Linked DNA regions of Gossypium hirsutum: region 1 is linked to region 2. The links are chromatin contacts, called in public Hi-C maps. All regions are on one chromosome and are shown on one strand. Each heading gives the region's core, a stretch centred on a gene start, on an enhancer-like site or on the middle of the called end of the contact. The rest is flanking DNA. Distances are from core to core; before and after follow the strand shown.

The links. A called contact is a pair of places that touch in the nucleus more often than the background predicts.
Region 1: a contact with region 2 is called in a Hi-C map of leaf, with 1.7 times the contacts expected there. The contact joins the promoter of LOC107955708 here to the promoter of LOC107955713 in region 2. A contact is called at or near these places in 3 of 34 Hi-C or Micro-C datasets (anther and leaf).

What each region holds. Positions count from the first base shown.
Region 1 is chrA05:47,926,123-47,929,253 of Gossypium_hirsutum_v2.1, forward strand. LOC107955708 (E3 ubiquitin protein ligase RIE1) reads left to right here and starts at 1,517. Exons shown (of 5, transcript XM_016891506.2): 1 at 1,517-2,236; 2 at 2,374-2,493; 3 at 2,618-2,750; 4 at 2,842-3,000. The coding sequence starts at 1,731.
Region 2 is chrA05:47,746,770-47,749,698 of Gossypium_hirsutum_v2.1, forward strand. LOC107955713 (putative Myb family transcription factor At1g14600) reads left to right here and starts at 1,661. Exons shown (of 7, transcript XM_016891513.2): 1 at 1,661-1,936; 2 at 2,073-2,311; 3 at 2,408-2,484; 4 at 2,589-2,625. The coding sequence starts at 2,182.

The DNA of each region.
Region 1 (3,131 bases), core at 267-2,766, 180 kb after region 2:
AATTTAAAATTATGTAGTTGTATAATTATTATCGGCACTATTAAAAACACATCTAAATTTTTTTATAATTAGAGATATAATTATGTTGATAATAATTACAATTTTATTCTAGAACCATGTAGTGTTTAAATATGCCCAAAAATAAAAAGAAAGAAAGAAAGAAAGAAAGATATACTATAATAAATTTTGAATTATGCTTGAATTTATAATGTTTTAGTTTTTATTAAATTCAAACACGTCCAAAATTTTAAAATACATTTAAAAAATTGTATATATATTAAGTGATGGGAGGCTATCTTATTACATATTTAGATATTTTCTTTTTTTTTCAAAATTACATATTTAGATCATCCTGTATAATATTAGAAGTATTGATTAGATTGTGGTCTAAAAGATTTAGTCATTTTTTGTCTACACTTTAGTAGGTCAGCTGCAATATCTTTTTTAAAATTGTTTGCTAAATGAATGATGGATATTTATACTAAATTGTTTTTATTCTTTTTATTAAAAAATATGTAAATTAGTCTCTATATATTAGATTAGAGAATAAAATAGTTATTTCTATTAAAATTTTATTCATTTTTATAGTTAAAAATTGACATAATTGACAGAATAACTAAACATTTATATACGGTGTGCCATCATGTTGACCATAGAAACTAAATTTTAACAATGGAAATAGATAAAAATTTTAACAAAATAACCAATTTGCTCTTTGATCTAAGGATTAATTTACTCATTTTTTCAGTAGAAGAGACAAAATTAAACCCAACTCCTAAAACAATGTCCTCTATATTACTTTTACCAAAGTTGCTCTCATATTAATTTATATATATGTTATATGAGTTAATTGTACCATACATCCGTAAACTATAACCTTCATTCTAAATTGATCTCCAAATTCTAGAATATTCTAATTATATCACTAAACTATCGAGATAATATCAATAAAGACCTTCAATTACCAAAATAATTAATTTAAGTTAAATAAGATGTCAAATCTTACACAGAATAATTTAAAATGAAAAGTTCAAAGAAAATTGAATATTGTAAAAATCAAGGTCTTGAGATTTTCATAATTCCTACAAAAGCTATATTGCTCTATATGTCTCTCTTTTTATTTTTAGTTTTAGTTTTTTATTGTTAAAAGTCACGAAGTAACATTTTATTTTGATCTAAAGTTTTTATTTTAAATTATACCATATAAGATTTGATATATCATTTAAGAGTTAAATTAAATAATTTTAATAATGATATAATATGGATAGTTTTAAATTTGTGTTAAGGATAAAATAATTGAATTTAAATTCAAGCACGAGATTCAAAATTGATCTTTTAGAAAAAAAAAAAAAAAAAAAGGAATTAGTTCAGACAGCTGAATTCGCGGTACTTATCCAAACAAACTTTTTGAACATTGAATCTAATTTACTGTTACAGCTGAAGGATTGTAATATTGTGATTGCAATCCAAAATGGTTATACGGTTATAAAAAAATTTGTATTAAAAACAATTGGGATTAGAAAAGAATACCAAAAAGAACAGAAACCGAACTGACAGTAATACCCTCTTTCAAGTTTCAACCATCGAAAACCAAACCAAACAGAATCTCTTTCTAAGCAGTCACCTCTTTCATTCAAACATTCCCTTTCCATTTCTATAAATGATTTTCCATTACTTTCCCCTTCTTTCAACCCCGGCAGAATTTAGAATCCTCGAAATCAAATTCCCACATGTCTTCCACGTACTCAACGGAAACACCAGCAACTCCCGCCGCCGCCCCGTCTGATCCTCACGCTCCACTCCTAAGCCCCCGCCACTCGGATCCTGCTTCCACCGCTCAGCTTGCAATGCCGGGTCGGCGGCGTGGAGGGCCGGTGCTCGCGAGGGAGACGGCGGCTCGTGAGCAGGAGGAGCAGAGAGTGGACTGCGAGTACTCGAAGTCGGTCGTGGCGCTGGACATGATGTGGAACGCGGCGTTCGTGGCGTTGTCGGTGGTGATGTTACCGTCTACGATGAATGAGAAACCGAATACTCCTATTAGGCTGTGGGTTTGCTGCTACGCTTTGCTGTGCATGCTGCATGTTGTTTTTGTGTGGTGGGAGTATAGGTGGAGCAACACAAGAGCAACATCTGCCGTCGATGAGGAGAGAGGAGACGCTGCTGCCGAACATGTTAATGATAGTGAAGATGAAGAAGACGGAATTGAAATGAGTCTTTTTGGTTCAAATCAATCTAGGTCAGTTTTTTTTTTTAAATTTATTTTCATGAAAGCGTTGCATTTTCTTTACATTGGAGCTATCTTATGTCTAGAAATTGAAATTTAGGGTGATTAAACTATATTATTCTCACACGGATTTGCTAATGAATTGACAGTGTAGCTAAACGATGTGAATCCTTGAACACAATGGTATCGTTTCTTTGGTGTATAGTAGGCTTCTATTGGGTTGTTTCTGGTGGTGATATCCTTCTGCAAAATGCTCCACGTTTATACTGGTATGTCTTTTTACCAGCCTGTTCTTCCACTAAGCAATTTATTTCTCCGTATTTGGTACTTTGAGAGAAATGAAGAATTGGAGAGAAAGACTTTAGGATATTTAATTGTGTGATATATGTGCAGGTTGGTTGTGGTTTTTCTGGCATTCGATGTGTTCTTTGCAGTCATTTGTGTTGTTTTAGCATGTTTGATCGGGATCGCTCTCTGCTGCTGCTTACCCTGCATCGTCGCAATTCTTTATGCTGTTGCCAAACAGGTACTTAAAAACGCACTCACACAGACACACACACATTGAATAAATCGTTAATAGCTAAATCATAGATTTTATTTCTTGTGCTATTGATTAGGAAGGTGCAGTGGAAGCAGATCTGAGTGTCCTGATGAAATATCGATTTCAGATTGTAAATAACGGCGAAAAGCCATGTGTGGGGGGAGGGAAAATGGTTCCTGTAGAAATGAGCGGTGGATATTTGGCAAATGAGCACTTACTCTTACCAGAGGATGCTGTAAGTTACAACTTTATCATAGATTTGCATTGTTCTGGTATTAGTTTGAAATCTATGTTGTTTCAATTCTTCGATTTTCTTAAAGCATCCATATGGATACGGAGATATGAGCTTTCAAAGATCCTTCAAAT
Region 2 (2,929 bases), core at 411-2,910:
ATATATAAGTACGTGTTTAGAGAAACTTTTAAATTGACAAGAATACATTTTATTTTCTATCATATTATTAAATTGATATTTAAAAATAATTATACTATTTAATTTTGAAAATATTAGTTAATTTTTTTTATGTAAATAAAGTTTTGCTAATTCTAAAATAGAATTATTAGGAATAGAACTCTAAGTATAAAATATATGAAATTATTTTGATAATTATAACTATAAATTAATTTATAGTTATTAGTTAAAATAATTATAATTTAATTTTGAAATTATTATAAAACTGACTTTTTTTATTTTTTTTAAAATTGTGCTAATTTTATTTATGCAAAATAGAGTTATTAATTGAGTAGAACCTTAAGCATCTTAAATATCAGTTAAATAGTATTAGAGTTATATGCCAATTAAAATTTAATTTTAGCTTTACAAATAACATTCGTAGTTAAGTATATTCAATCAAATAACATCTAAGAAAAAATATTAGTAAAAAATAGAGGTTGTTAGCAATAATAAATTAGAATTATATTGAAAAGAATGGTTAAAGTAATGGTTTTTCGAATAAAGTAATGGTTTTTCGAAGAGGCAATATGAAACCATATTCGAATAACAATGGCATCGGAGAGAGATAGAATATATTTGTTTGGTCTAGACTTGATCACGGGTCGGGCTACCCGCCTAGGCCCGAAAGCTTGCCCGAAAAGTGGACTTGGACAAAAAATAAGGCCCATTTAGGAAATGAGTTGGACCTCGGGTAAGTTTTGTTGTCCCGGGCCCACCTAAATTTGCCTAAAATATTTTTCACTTTTGTTTTGCTATTATTTGTTACTATTTTGTTGTTGTTTGCTACCATTTTGATGTTATTTTGCTGCCATTCTCCTATTATATTACTACATTTTATTGTTGTTGTTTGAAAATTGTATAATTCTTCTTTTATGATTAAATTTTCTATTATTTTCGAGCCATTTCTTTGTAAGGTTGTAACTATCTTAGCTTTATTTAAATATAAAGACTTTTTTTAAATATATTTTCAATTTGTTGGGAAACATATTTATTTTAATGTTTTTAATGTATTTGATGTATTATATTTTTTAAAAAATTTATTTTTATATAAAAATAATATAAAAAGTTTTCAATACGAGTAGACTAGACCAAGCTCAGGTTTAGCATTTATATCTGAGCCGGGTTTGGAAAAAAATCAGACCTATTTTTTTGAGATGGGCCTGAACCTAGAAAATGAGCCTAAAATTTTATTGCTTAAACCCAAACTCGACTTATGATTAGGTCTAGTTTATTTCAAATGAAAAATAAGTTTTGTGAATTTGTTTTGAAAAGAAAATTAAAAGTCAACAATTCATTTTAATAGTTATTACTAAATATGATCATTGATTTTGTGTAAATATTTTGGTTCTTATATAGTTTCCAATTTATATATTATTTTAATAATTTTATGTATTAATTCAATTTATTATTTTTATTATTTTTAAAGTGATATTTTATTCTCTCAATTATTTTTTCAATATCAATTCAATTTTAATATAAATTAAAATAACCCATATTTAATTAGCACAAATATATTTTTAAAATTTAAAATATATTATTTAATAGATTAAAAAATATATAAAATCACATAAACTCACATCACATGATATTATATATTTATGGGGCTTTTTGTGATCATGACGACGTTGGCCTGGCCGTACATAGATTAATATATTTGTATGAGAAAACATAGCTGATAATTCTCTGGATATTCAGAGAAAGTGAGCAAAGGTCAAAGTAAGACAGTTGAAGAGAGAGAGGGGGTAATGGTTTAAGGGAAGGGCAGATCAGAAATCTCGTGATGGAATTTTCATTCTTTTCTTAATTTTTGTTTTAAAAACAAATTTGGGTTTTGATTTTTATCAGCAGTAAAAATGTTCAGAGTTTATAATCTGCAGTAAGTTGCAGGGATTAGTAGGGAATTTTCAGCTTCATCTTTTCCTTTTCTCGTGATCTTTCCTCTTTTACTCTTCTTGTAAATTTCTTCTTCTTCTCTTTTGGCCATTGACCATTGATTTTGCTTTGTAACCTAGACAAAAACTTCAACAAGACTGAAAGAACTAGTTGCTAAGAAACAGCAGATAGAAAACCAGATAAGATTGATCGATCGTGTTAAGGGAATTGGACTGTTTTAAAAGATTGATGGGTCGTTGTGGGAGGCATAATGGTGCAGTGAGGCAATATATAAGATCAAAGGTGCCTCGTTTAAGATGGACTCCTCAACTTCATCACTGTTTTCTTCATGCCATTGACAGACTTGGTGGCCAACACAGTAAGTTATTCCTCTTTTTTTTAATATTACTTTTAAGATTATGAGAGAGACGAAAATGCTATTTAACAATGGGTTTTTTTATTTCATTCATGGTAGAAGCTACGCCAAAGCTTGTTCTTCAGTTGATGGATGTGAAAGGACTCACCATTTCACATGTCAAGAGCCATCTTCAGGTCTATTTCCTTAGCTTTTCAACTCCTAATTTGTTTCTTTGAAATTGTTTGTCCTTTGATCTTTGTTGTTCATATGGTTTGTTTTTTCTTTCCTTTCTAACCAGATGTATCGAAGCATGAGAAGTGATTATGGCAGACAGGGTATCTCCTTTTAAATGCTTCTTTTTTTTTTTCCTTTAAATTAAACCCAGAATTTCTATGATATTTTGCCGGAATATTTTGTATTTTGGAGTTAAAAACCATGTGTTTAACTTCATTTATTATCTTCTCTCTCTCAGAGTTTCTTCATTTATTATTAATAACTTGTTTAATTGCAAATCTTCTACATTTGGCATCTTTGATGAAAACCCATGACTCACTTGTCCGAATCAAACCAAACGACGAAAATCCCAAGATATATGCATGCATATTATCATAAACTCATTTTTTCTTTCATTTACATTAG